Linked DNA regions of Hordeum vulgare: region 1 is linked to region 2. Evidence: chromatin contacts called from public Hi-C data. All regions are on one chromosome and are shown on one strand. Each heading gives the region's core, a stretch centred on a gene start, on an enhancer-like site or on the middle of the called end of the contact. The rest is flanking DNA. Distances are from core to core; before and after follow the strand shown. Region 1 holds the start of LOC123426423 (beta-glucuronosyltransferase GlcAT14A-like). Region 2 holds the start of LOC123426424 (G-type lectin S-receptor-like serine/threonine-protein kinase SD2-5).

Evidence for each region. Hi-C and Micro-C count contacts between places; a contact is called where the count stands out from the background.
Region 1: a Hi-C map of leaf shows a contact between it and region 2, with 2.9 times the contacts expected there. The contact joins the promoter of LOC123426423 here to the promoter of LOC123426424 in region 2. A contact is called at or near these places in 5 of 6 Hi-C or Micro-C datasets (leaf and seedling).

The regions. Positions count from the first base shown.
Region 1 is chr2H:403,838,507-403,844,394 of MorexV3_pseudomolecules_assembly, reverse strand. It overlaps LOC123426423 (beta-glucuronosyltransferase GlcAT14A-like), which reads left to right and starts at 2,723. Exons shown (of 5, transcript XR_006622203.1): 1 at 2,723-3,453.
Region 2 is chr2H:404,083,664-404,089,489 of MorexV3_pseudomolecules_assembly, reverse strand. It overlaps LOC123426424 (G-type lectin S-receptor-like serine/threonine-protein kinase SD2-5), which reads left to right and starts at 1,421. Exons shown (of 1, transcript XM_045110262.1): 1 at 1,421-4,562. The coding sequence starts at 1,686. The coding sequence ends at 4,469.

The sequences.
Region 1 (5,888 bases), core at 1,474-3,973, 250 kb after region 2:
CTGACTATCAGATTAGAACCTCATGTGGACATCTTGTTTAGTAGACATCAGAATGCCTTTATCAAAAATAGAGATATTATGGACGGGATCATGTCACTACATGAAATTTTGCATCATACGTATGCCCGTAAGAAAACAGGGATTGTGCTCAAACTTGATTTCGAAAAAGCATATGATAAGGTTAACTGGGAATTCCTGTTGGATTGCCATAGTAAAAGAAACTTTGACACACGATGGATAGATTGGATTCGGAGAATTTTGGTAGGTGGCACCATTAGTGTGAAGTTAAACGATGAGGTGGGGGGAATACTTCCAGAGTGCTAAAGGAGTAAGACAGGGTGATCCCCTTTCTCCTTTCCTCTTTAACCTAGCTGATGATTGTCTTACAAAGATGGTCCTGAAGGCACAAGAGAATGGCATGTTTACTTGGTTAGCGGCGGATTTAGTAGAAAATGGGGTGGCGATACTTCAATACGCTGATGATACTATTCTATGTTTTGAAGATAATGCTAGCAATGCTTTGAATATCAAATTACTGCTTTATTTGTTTGAGGTTATGTCAGGTTTAAAAATCAATTTTTTGAAAAGTGAGATTTTTTCAGTAGGTGCTGATGATGATACTATGAGAAATTATGCTGAAATGTTCGATTGTGAGATTGGGTCTTTCCCTATTAAGTACCTAGGTATGCCTGTTAGCTATGCTGGGCTTAAATGCAGTGATTGGCTTTTTGTGGATGACAAATTTATTAGCCATGGGGAATCCTGGATCAGTGAATCTTTATCCAGTGGGGTAGACTTATTAAAGTTAACGCGGTGTTATCCCATATTCCGTCGTACTATATGTCCATGGCCCTGATAAAAAAAAACTACGCTTGAGAAATGGGACAAACCCAGAAGAGATTTTTTTGGCATCGCAACGGGAGAAAAAGGGTATCATATGGTGAAATGGACTCGTGTTTGTAGATCTAAGGTAAAGGGAGGTCTGGGGGTTAAGGACTTGAGGAAACAAAATATCAGCTTGCTCGCTAAATGGTGGTGGAAACTTGAGAAAAAGAAGGGACTATGGCAAGATATAGTGAAAGCTAAGTATCTTAAAAGAACATCTGTAGCTAAAGTTAAGCAGAAAGCTGCTGATTATCCCCGTTGGAAAGCAATTCTGAAGGTTAAGGAGCATTACATGGCTGACAGAGGGGTGGTGCTTAAAAAAGGTAACATAGCTAGCCTATGGCTAGATGATCTGGGTGATAATGTCCTTCTACAAGACAGATATCCTGATATCTTTGAAATTTGCTTAGATACGGAATGTACTGTTGATAAGTTGGAGAGTATGAATCATTTATCTTCTTTTAGGAGAAGATTATCTCCAGATATGCTCCAGAAATGGGATGAAATGAGACAATATGTGTTGGATAAAATTTGTGCACATGAGGATGACGAAATATACTGGAAATTAGATAATTCCAGAGAATACTCCACTAAAACTATGTATAGATGGTTAGAGAGAAACCTTGCAGGGGCCAATTATAAGTGGATTTGGGGAACTAAGATTCCTTTGAAGATTCAAATCTTCTTGTGGCAGTTATTTCAAAACTCCATTCTTACAAGAGATAATATGAAGAAACGCCAGTGGAAGGGGGACCCTAAATGTTCTTTTTGTGATGAACCTGAATCGGCGCAGCATTTGTTTTTTGGGTGCTCGGTGGCCAAGGTTGTTTGGAGAACTGTTGGTGCTGTTTTTGGTACCAGTTATATTCCGAAAACGATTTGGAAAGTTTATTCTTGGTTGTATGCTTTTTTGCGAGGCTTATGTGAGATTTATACTGTTGGCTTAGCTGCAGTTTGCTGGTCTATATGGTTGGCTCGGAATCGGGCTACTTTTGAAAAGAAGTGGATTAACACTCCTTTTGAAATTGTTTTCACAACATGTGCGTTTGTTGAATACTGGGTAGGTATGCAAAAACCGATGATGGTGGAGACTGTCAAGAAGGGAGCTCAATTGCTAAAAGAGAGCGCATCCCAGATGTTGTTGCTATGTGGACCACCAAGGCCAGAATCGACCGAACAGGCACAGGAGGAAGAAGCCTGGGAGGAGTGATAAGTGCAGGAGAAGATGACGATTCCTTGGCGATGGATCTTGCTGGTTACAGTGCAAAAAGCTTGGTTCCTAGTGATGATTAAATTTTGTCAGTGTGTGACTCTTTTGTTTTATCTTGTGCTCTTTTGTGAGCCTGGTCTGGTTATGGTTGTTGGAAACCCTGGTAGCGGGTTCATGGTAGTGTAGCTTTTGATCTTTTGCGTAGTATCAGATGATATCAGGTTTTCGTCCCACAGTTTATGTTCCTGATGAGAGGCATAAACGGTGGGTTTCCTGATATTGTTACGAACTCGCTTTTTTTCGTTTCCCTCTCTTTCTGGTTCTGGTTTTAAAAACATTGTATTTTCGTTATGAAAGTAATGGAAAGGGGAGAAAGCCCGGTTCAAAAATGTTACACAAAACTATCAGTTGAGCGATTTTTTTATAAAAACAGTTTGTGAATTTTTATCAATTTTGCCGGTTGCCCTGAAATCGAACACCGACCCGCGTGTCCGCCGTGGCCTTTAAAGCCCCACGGCCCCACCACAACTAATTTTTCTTTTGAGACAACTAAATGCCAACTGGTAACTTCCCACCACGGCACGCACCTCCTTCTGGACCTTTCGGCCCACGGCGCCACCTTACGCCGTGCCGTGCCGTGCCGCCTAACTTTTAAAAACTCTCCCCTCCTGTCCCCGTCTCCCAGTCCAAGCATCCAATTCCAAACCACGCACTAATCGACTACGACCACCTCGCCCCCGCCGTAACGCGCACCCCTCAGGTCGCCGCCGTGCTCTCTCGTCACCATTTATTCCCGCGCTTCCAGTTCCGTACGCCTCATGCCGCCGGCCGCGCGGGTCAAACCTCCAACAAAATGAAACTCGGTGCAATGAGGTCGTGCCGCTTGCCCCCGGCCATCGCGGCCGCCGCGCTGGCCGCGGCGGCGCTGCTGGTCCTCTTCCGGGCCTCCCCTTACGGTCTCGCCTACCCCCCCGCGCGCGTCCGGCCGCTCGTGGCGAGGGGTCCCGGGAGCCCGCCTTCCGTCGCGTACTGGATATCCGGCACGGGCGGAGAGGGCCGCAGGGTCCTCAGGCTGCTCAGGGCGGTGTACCACCCGAGGAACCAGTACCTGCTGCACCTGGACGCGGGGGCGTCGCGGGACGAGCGGACGGAGTTGGCCGCCGCTGCGCGGGACGAGGCGGCGTGGAGGGAGTTCGCAAACGTCGACGTGGTAGGGGAGAGTTACGCGGTAGACAGGACGGGCTCCTCGGTGCTCGCAGCGGCGCTGCACGGCGCCGCTGTGCTGCTCAGGATTGGGGCTGACTGGGACTGGTTCGTCACGCTCAGCGCCTGGGACTATCCTCTCGTCACGCAGGACGGTAAGATAGATACTGCTAGCAAACACTCTTCCTATAGTTTAATTAATTTTCTATGCTTTTTAATATATATTTTTCTATGCTTTTTAATATATAATTTTATATGGAGTACGTACTGGGTGATTGCGATTGCCATTTGATGCATTGCTTACCTCTCAAGACTCATGAGATGGATTTCTTTCTTGCGAGTTACGGCTTAATTGTACACAAGTTAGTTACCATTGAGTTGGAGTGGCTGACATAGCTTTTTTTAAATTTTGTTGTTGCTGCCTGACATTACAAGCTATGAATCAGTCTAAAATCTCACATTTTGAAATTGGATACTCGAGGTGCATTGTGCTGTTAGTCCTGGAAACTGTTTGGTACTAGCTGCACCTTTGTACAACTCTATTTCTGGTTGTGCCAATGTAAGTGCCGTCCTTAAGGGCGTTGCAGTATGTTTTTGCGCTGAATTGTTCAAACGGTCTTCTACGAGTAGCTGTCCGTACTCCGCGGTGCTGTACTTAATCAATTCTGCAACAACCTACCAGAATCAATAAGGTCGGGCAACTCATGTGTGCTAGTACTGAATTTTTGATAATCAGCGAGAGCTATCATTGGGATATTGCTCAAATGTCACACAAAGCACTTTCACTTGATATGACAGATTGCCAGTGGCACCGTATTTAAGAGGGTTGAGGTTAGCCAGAACGGTGGCATTTTTATCTTTGACCTTATTTAATGTACGTATACCAATAGACGTCCCCTCCGTTGCCCCCCGCGCGGGCGGCCGAGGGGCTCCAACCCTAGCCGCTGGTCTATCCCCATCCCACCCCTCCCTTCCGCCGCCGCTGGAGGAAACCGCCGGGCTAAGCCCGAGCGAATGACGGCGGTGGCGGAGGAGCCTCTCCTTCTCGCGCGCGTGGGTGGCGCGGGGCATCCACGCGCGCGGATGTGCGTCCCCGGACCCGAGCCTCCGTGCTGCGGTGGCTCGCTCCCAGCGGCGAGCGGAGGCAGATGCAGCTACTGCATCTGGCCGTGGCGCTGCGTCTCCTCGGATCAGCGACGGCATGGAGGGACTTGGTTGGCTGGTCAGTTGCAGGCGTAGTTGGCCCTTTGGTCAGATCTGATCTGGTCTGAGTGGCTAGCTTGCTCTGCGGTGGCGGAGATCGGTGGTCGCCTGTGTGCACTATGTGAGACGAAGATTCATCGAGCGGATCCGGGAGAAAACCTTGTTCTTGGTTTATTGCTAAGACCGGCGATGGCGGCACTCTTCTATGTCGTCACCTTCTTGGGGGCATCGCCGTGGAGAAGCTCAAGACCTCTATCCGCTACCTTCGGGGGAAACCCTAGATCAGTAGATCGGATGACGGCGGCGCGCAGGTGTCGTTTTCCTCTTGGGGACGTCATTCTTGGAGGTGTACAGGGGCTTGAGGGACCAGTGGACGGCTTTTTTGGTGGAGCGGTGCTTCATCTTACTCATTGATGGCGGTGGATCTCGGCAGCGTGGCGCAGTTGAGACTCGGTGTCTGATGTGTGGAGATGGACTCGTGCAGGAGGTGGAAGCTCTCTGGCGTCATGGTGGCGTCGATGGCAGAGAGGTCTAGCAAGTCGGTGTGTTAGTTTCTTCTCTGAAGACGGATTGGTGGAAGATGGCGGCGACGACACATGAGAGTGCGTCGGACCGGTTTGTTCCCTAAACCCAGTATGTGGCTCGGTTGGGGCCTCCGGTTTTAGATGTTAGGCTTTGATGCGATGTCTGTTTGGTATTAGGCTCGGACTATCGGCACCCCTTCATCAAGTGGTTAGGAGTAGCCATAGTTGTTGCTAAGATGGTGGCTTCGAACAAACTGATGTACTACTTGTAAGGTTTTTGTGAATAATTAATAAAATGACTGCATGCATCGTCCAGATGCAGAGGCCGGGGGTAATCCTTCTTTTCTAAAAAAATAAAATAAAAAAAAGTATACCAATAATGCTTGACTTAGCAGCTGACCCTTACGGGGGGTAACTAATCCGTAAGAGTCTATATCCCGCAAATAAAAGAACCCCTTACAAGAAGGGTAATGCGCAACAGGGCTTAGTGCGCTACCCATGGTATGCCTTACATCCCGCTTATCACAAGCATGCGCGGGTTCATGTGGCCGGTCGCACCGTGCAAGGTCGGTGGCGTTGCGCACGATTTCTCGTTTGATTTTATACCATCAGGTTATGGTCAAAAGTACACATTTTCTTTTATATAAAAACCTGGCAAAATATGACAAATGTCATTTTCTGCACACAACCAACAAATGTCCACTAATGAAGACAACACATATGGAGCTGCTTGCCATATATTGTTTATTTGTTTGTTTTATAGAGATATATTGTTCATTTGTTTGTTTGTAGAGATATTGTTTTGCCAGAGTGCCAATGCACGGGGGACGAGGAACGAGGGGGGGGGGGTGTTTACTCGAAAC
Region 2 (5,826 bases), core at 172-2,671:
ATATAGCAAGCTTAGTAAAAAAAATGGTGGGGACCACTTGTACAAAGGTTGTTGGAGAAGGTCTTTTGATCAAGATTTGTAAAGTAACAAGTGAGTGCAAATATACCAAGGCCGTTGAAGATGCTCTAAGGAGGTACCGCATCCTGAGCGGTAACCATAGTAGCAAGGGGATGATCAACCATATGCTTTGATAATTACGTTTGCTGACTCAACACATTTTGTCCTTTCTTTCATTTTATTTTGTAATTTGCAATTATCTACACATCTCACTTGCTTGCAGATAACAAGACCAATGGGATTGACAACCCTTTTACCCGTGTTGGGTGTAAGTTGTTTGTTTTTTATGTGTAAATTATTTGTTTTTTGTGTGCAGCCACTGAGGACGGTTGTTGTTGATATTTTTATTGATTCGATAAATCTTGATTTCATAACTGAAAGAAAATACTTACCTATATTGTGCTGCGATAACCCGTTTCTCTTTACGAAAAAACCCAATGCAGATCACAAGTATCGATCGTCTTCGAGGACAAGGAGAGGTTTAGATTGGAAACAATCCGGTTCGAAGTTGCACTGTTCCGCACTGGCTACAATGCCATCCTTAGCAGGTCGGCCTACTTCAAATCCATGGTGCTACTCTCCTACGAAGAAATAGACCGACTCCTAGCTACTAGAGGTGATTCTACATGTTGGTTGTGGGGTCAACTGACCAACAGCTTTAAAAAAACAGTCTAAAACATTCTACACTTATTATTCAGTGTGAACATATTTTTAATTTCTTTAGCAATAACCCCACATATGCTTGAGGTTGGCTTCTGTCGGCTGCTAGCTGCCGAGTTCATTAAGAAGGTCCCGCATCCTGAGCGGTAACCCAAGAGGATGGCCCCACCGTGGTAACCATAGTAGCAAGAGGATGCCCCCACCCTATACTTTGATAATTACGTTTGCTGACTCAACACGTTTTGTCCTTCCTGTTCATATAGCAGGGAAGGAGAGGAGAAAAACAGTCTGCTCAAAACCACGGTAGGAGCACACGGGAAACCGGTTGACGCAGTCAGACGCGGATCTTCACCTACCATGCCAATGCCGTCGCCCGGCAGAAGTAGCCAACCAACCAACCAATGATCATTTCGGAAATTCGGAGTAGTCGGACTAATCCAACCTGCAAAAATCCCAAGAGAAGTGCAGCTGGTATGAACAGAGGAAGGCGAGCCCGTCTTTTTGATCCGGCGGCCAACCATTAATTAGATTATTATAAGCAAAAAACTGACGTACTCCCTCCGTCCAGGTGTATAGGGCATGCGCGTTGTTCTAGGTCGTTAATTTAACTATTTAAATATATATTATATGTAATAAATAATATACCATTAGATTCATGTGAGGGTGTAGTTTCTAAATATGTAATTTTTATCACATATAATATATATTTAGCTAGTTAAATTGACAACCTAGAACTACGCGCATGCCTTATACACTTGGACGGAGGTAGTAGTTGACTTTCATATACCCATGCTTGCTTGATTAGTTTGCCTAATCATCGTGACCCATCTTTCATGATGGGCACAAGGAAAGTAGCAGCAAGAGGACTGCATTTACTCTGAGAATACTATTACAATAATTTTTTCTTTGGCATCGACACATTTTCTTCCAAAAAAGTTACTCTAAACCACGAGACAAGCAACAATGACATGCCTGCAGGAGTAGCCGATGACTCACCTTTCGGTGACAGCCAAACACAAAGCACCCAAAACACCGCGTGGTATGGTTGTGAACTTCGGATGCTGAGAATAGCAAGACGAAGACTTGTTGACTGCTTACTTCTTTCCGCGGAGCTCACATCTGCTTCACTGATTCTGCATAACCAGGTGAGATCTTTTTCTCCTCTGAAAGCTCATCCCCGCAATAGCCCCCATATCTCCTCTCAAAACTCACTGGTTTTTCTTACAGTCTCCATGGGCCCTGCCGGCCTCCACCGTTTCTTGCTCATCGTGCTTGCAGCTGCAGCACCATTGCTCTCTGCGTCGCAGCGTTTCGACTACCCCGCAGCGAACCTCTCGACGCTGTGGATCAACAACAAAGCTTTCCTCCCACATAGTGTCAGCTACTCCGACGGTTCAGCCGTGCGGGCCATTGTCCTCCATTCACCCAAAACCTTCTATGGCCCCTCCTTTGCCGCAGGATTCGTCTGCGCCTCCCCCTGCGATGTCTTCCTCTTCGCTGTCTTCATTGTCTACACCAATAGTGGTGCCAAGATCACCATGCCGACTACTGGGACTCCGCAGGTGGTCTGGTCTGCCAACAGGGCTCGCCCTGTCAGAGAGAACGCTACCCTTGAGCTTTCCTCGGATGGAAACTTGGTCCTCTGTGATGCTGATGCTAGCCTCGTCTGGTCGAGCAGCAGCTCTGGGCGGTCTGTAGCTGGCATGATGATCACCGAGGTCGGTAATTTGGTCTTGCTTGATCAGAGAAATGCAACAGTGTGGCAGTCATTTGCTCACCCTACTGATGCATTGGTCCCTGGGCAGTCGCTTCTGGAAGGTATGAGGCTCGTAGCAAGTACGTCTGCAACAAATTGGACAGAGAATCAGTTGTACATGACAGTTCTCCCTGATGGATTGTATGCTTATGTCGGATCCACACCACCACAACTCTATTTTTCGAAACTGGTGAACAATAACAAGACAGGAAAGGATCCAACAAAGGTCACCTTCATGAACGGCAGCCTCAGCATCTCTGTGCAGTCCAAGCAACCAAATGAATCAGACACGACTATCCAGTTGCCAGCAGCTAACTCCACCCAGTACATGAGATTGGAGTCCGATGGGCATCTGAGGCTCTACGAATGGTCTAATGCAGATGCAAAATGGGCTGTAGTGTCTGATGTAATCAAACTATTCCCTGATGATTGTGCCTTTCCAACAGTCTGTGGAGAGTATGGTATATGCACAGGGGGGCAGTGTGTTTGTCCGCTTCAGAATAATTCTAGTTCAAGCTACTTCAAACCGGTCGATGAGCGGAAGCCAAATCTTGGTTGTGCATCAATGACTCCAATCTCTTGTCAGGAAATGGAACACCATCAGTTGTTGACTCTTACAGACGTTTCTTACTTTGACGCCAGCCACATCGTTGTGAATGCAACAAAAGGAGAAGACTGTAAGCAAGCTTGCTTGAAGAACTGCTCCTGCAGCGCCGTGATGTTTAGGTACGGCCAGAATGATTCCGATGGAACGTGTCTGTGGGTGACAAGGGTCTTCTCCTTGCAATCAATACAACCTGAAATTGTTCACTACAACTCCTCTGCTTACCTCAAGGTGCAGCTTAGCCCCTCAACTTCTGCCTCTAATGCAAACAAAAAGAAGGTGATGTTAGGTGCTACACTTGGAGCTATTACTATTCTTGTAGTGCTAGTCATTGCTGTCATTCTTTATGTGCGAAGGAAGAAGAAGTACCAAGAGTTAGATGAAGAACTAGATTTTGATCAAATTCCTGGTATGACAGCGAGGTACTCGTTTGAAAACTTGAGAGAGTGCACTGGAGACTTTAGTAAAAAGCTCGGAGGTGGTGGGTTTGGAACAGTTTTTGAAGGGAAAATAGGTGAACAGGAAGTTGCAGTAAAACGTTTGGAAGGTGCTAGACAAGGAAAAAAAGAATTCTTGGCCGAAGTTGAGACTATTGGCAGCATTGAACACATCAATCTTGTTAGGCTGATCGGCTTTTGTGCAGAGAAATCTGAAAGGCTTTTAGTATACGAATATATGCCGAGAGGGTCACTTGATAGGTGGATCTACTACCGCCATAACAATGCCCCTCTTGATTGGTGCACCCGGCACAGGATCATTCTAGATATTGCCAAAGGCCTATGCTATCTCCACGAGGAGTGCAGGCGAATAATTGCTCATTTGGACATCAAACCACAAAATATTCTCTTAGATGAGAATTTCAATGCCAAAGTGGCTGATTTCGGACTATCTAAGCTAATAGACAGGGACCAAAGCAAAGTAATGACAATGATGAGGGGCACACCTGGGTATCTGGCACCTGAATGGTTAACGTCCCAAATCACTGAAAAAGTTGATGTCTACAGCTTTGGAGTTGTTGTTATGGAAGTAATTTGTGGAAGAAAAAATATTGACATATCTCTTCCCGAGGAGAGTGTTCAGCTCATCAAATTGTTACAGAAAAAGGCTGAAGATAATCAGTTGATCAATTTGATTGACAAGCATAGTGAGGATATGGTCTTACACCAAGAGGAAGCAGTTCAATTGTTGAAGCTTGCAATGTGGTGCCTGCAAAATGATAGCAGTACAAGGCCTTCAATGTCATCAGTGGTCAAGGTACTGGAAGGTTCAATGAATATAGAAACTAACATTGATTGCAACCTTATGAATGCAAATCCAGTAATGTCTGTCCCGCATAATCAATCAACATATTCAGTTCCACCTGAAGCATCGATTTTATCTGGCCCGAGGTGAAATGGGCGCTACTGTAACTTACAAACTTATAAAATTCAGGCTTTGTAACTACTTTTGTATCCTATCTTATTTATAAATTGGAAGTATGTTTTAGATGGCACCAAGATACTAGTAATTTTTAGGCAATATGTCTTACTGATTTCTGGTGAAGCTGTAACTCATGACTTCAAAGCAAAAAAATATGAAGCACCCTGTGATGTAAGCTAGTTGAAACACCACAGAAAAGTGACCTAGGAGGCAGTTTGAAGGAATAAATACTCTAAGAGCACATGTAATGCAAAGTGCTTATAGATGACTGCTCAAGGGGAGAGATTATTACTCCCTCCGTTTATAAATATAAGTCTTTTTAGAGATTCCACTACGGACTACATACGGAGCAAAATGAATGAATCTACATTCCAAAGTATGTCTATGTACATCCGTATATAGTCTCTAGTGAAATCTTTAAAAAGACTTATATTTAGGAACGGAGGAAGTACTATTCACTAAGCTCTTGTATAGAAGTTAACACGTACAGTACTTGTTTAGGTGCTTCAATTGTTTACCGCGCAGGGTAGCAGCAATCCAAGACCTTCTGTCAAGAAAAACAAAGATCAAATTATGTGGCTCAAGCTCAGTTAGCAGTGACACCTAATAGCTAGAAGCTCCCGTGACGACGAATCTGTAGGTGCCATGAGGATACGTGCTGCTGACAACAAAATGAAGCACCTCAAGGTTCCTCGGCCTCTGCCGCCACATGCCCACACCTAGTCTTAGGTGTGCCTTACAAGCTTGCAGGGACATCAATGGTGGTCCCCAGAAGAAGTGTAATTTCATGGGGCATGAGGGTCAACACACTGGTAATACACGGTGATTGGCTCCATGGGGCATGTGCTTCGAAGATGAATAGGCAAAGCTTACAGATACGGTACTTGTCGTTAAGTTGTTTGAATACATATGGCTTTTAGGATGAACTCAACAAGATGGTAGTAACAACTTTTCTACAAGATCAGGAAAAGGAAAATCTCTGTCACACCAACTAAAACTTTATTGTTCTATTTCAGGATTATTTTTTTCTCCAGAAGGTCACATACAAAAACTTGCTCACAGGGATAGCTTACCACGATTTTTTTCCTAGAAGGCTCAACAACTGGTGCTTTTATTTCTAATTAATACAAATTAAGCAAGGCAAAATAGTACATTTTCTATTTATAATGGAAGTAAACAAAGAACAAAAAAGATCAAGTGTTAGGCTCGTCAATTGTTGTTTTCTGCACCCATTAGAGCATCTCCATGTAGGGATTAAACCCACCGTCCGCGTCGTACAGGTATACGTTTCCGAGTAGGTTTGCTGGTAGGCTCTCCTACACGTATATAT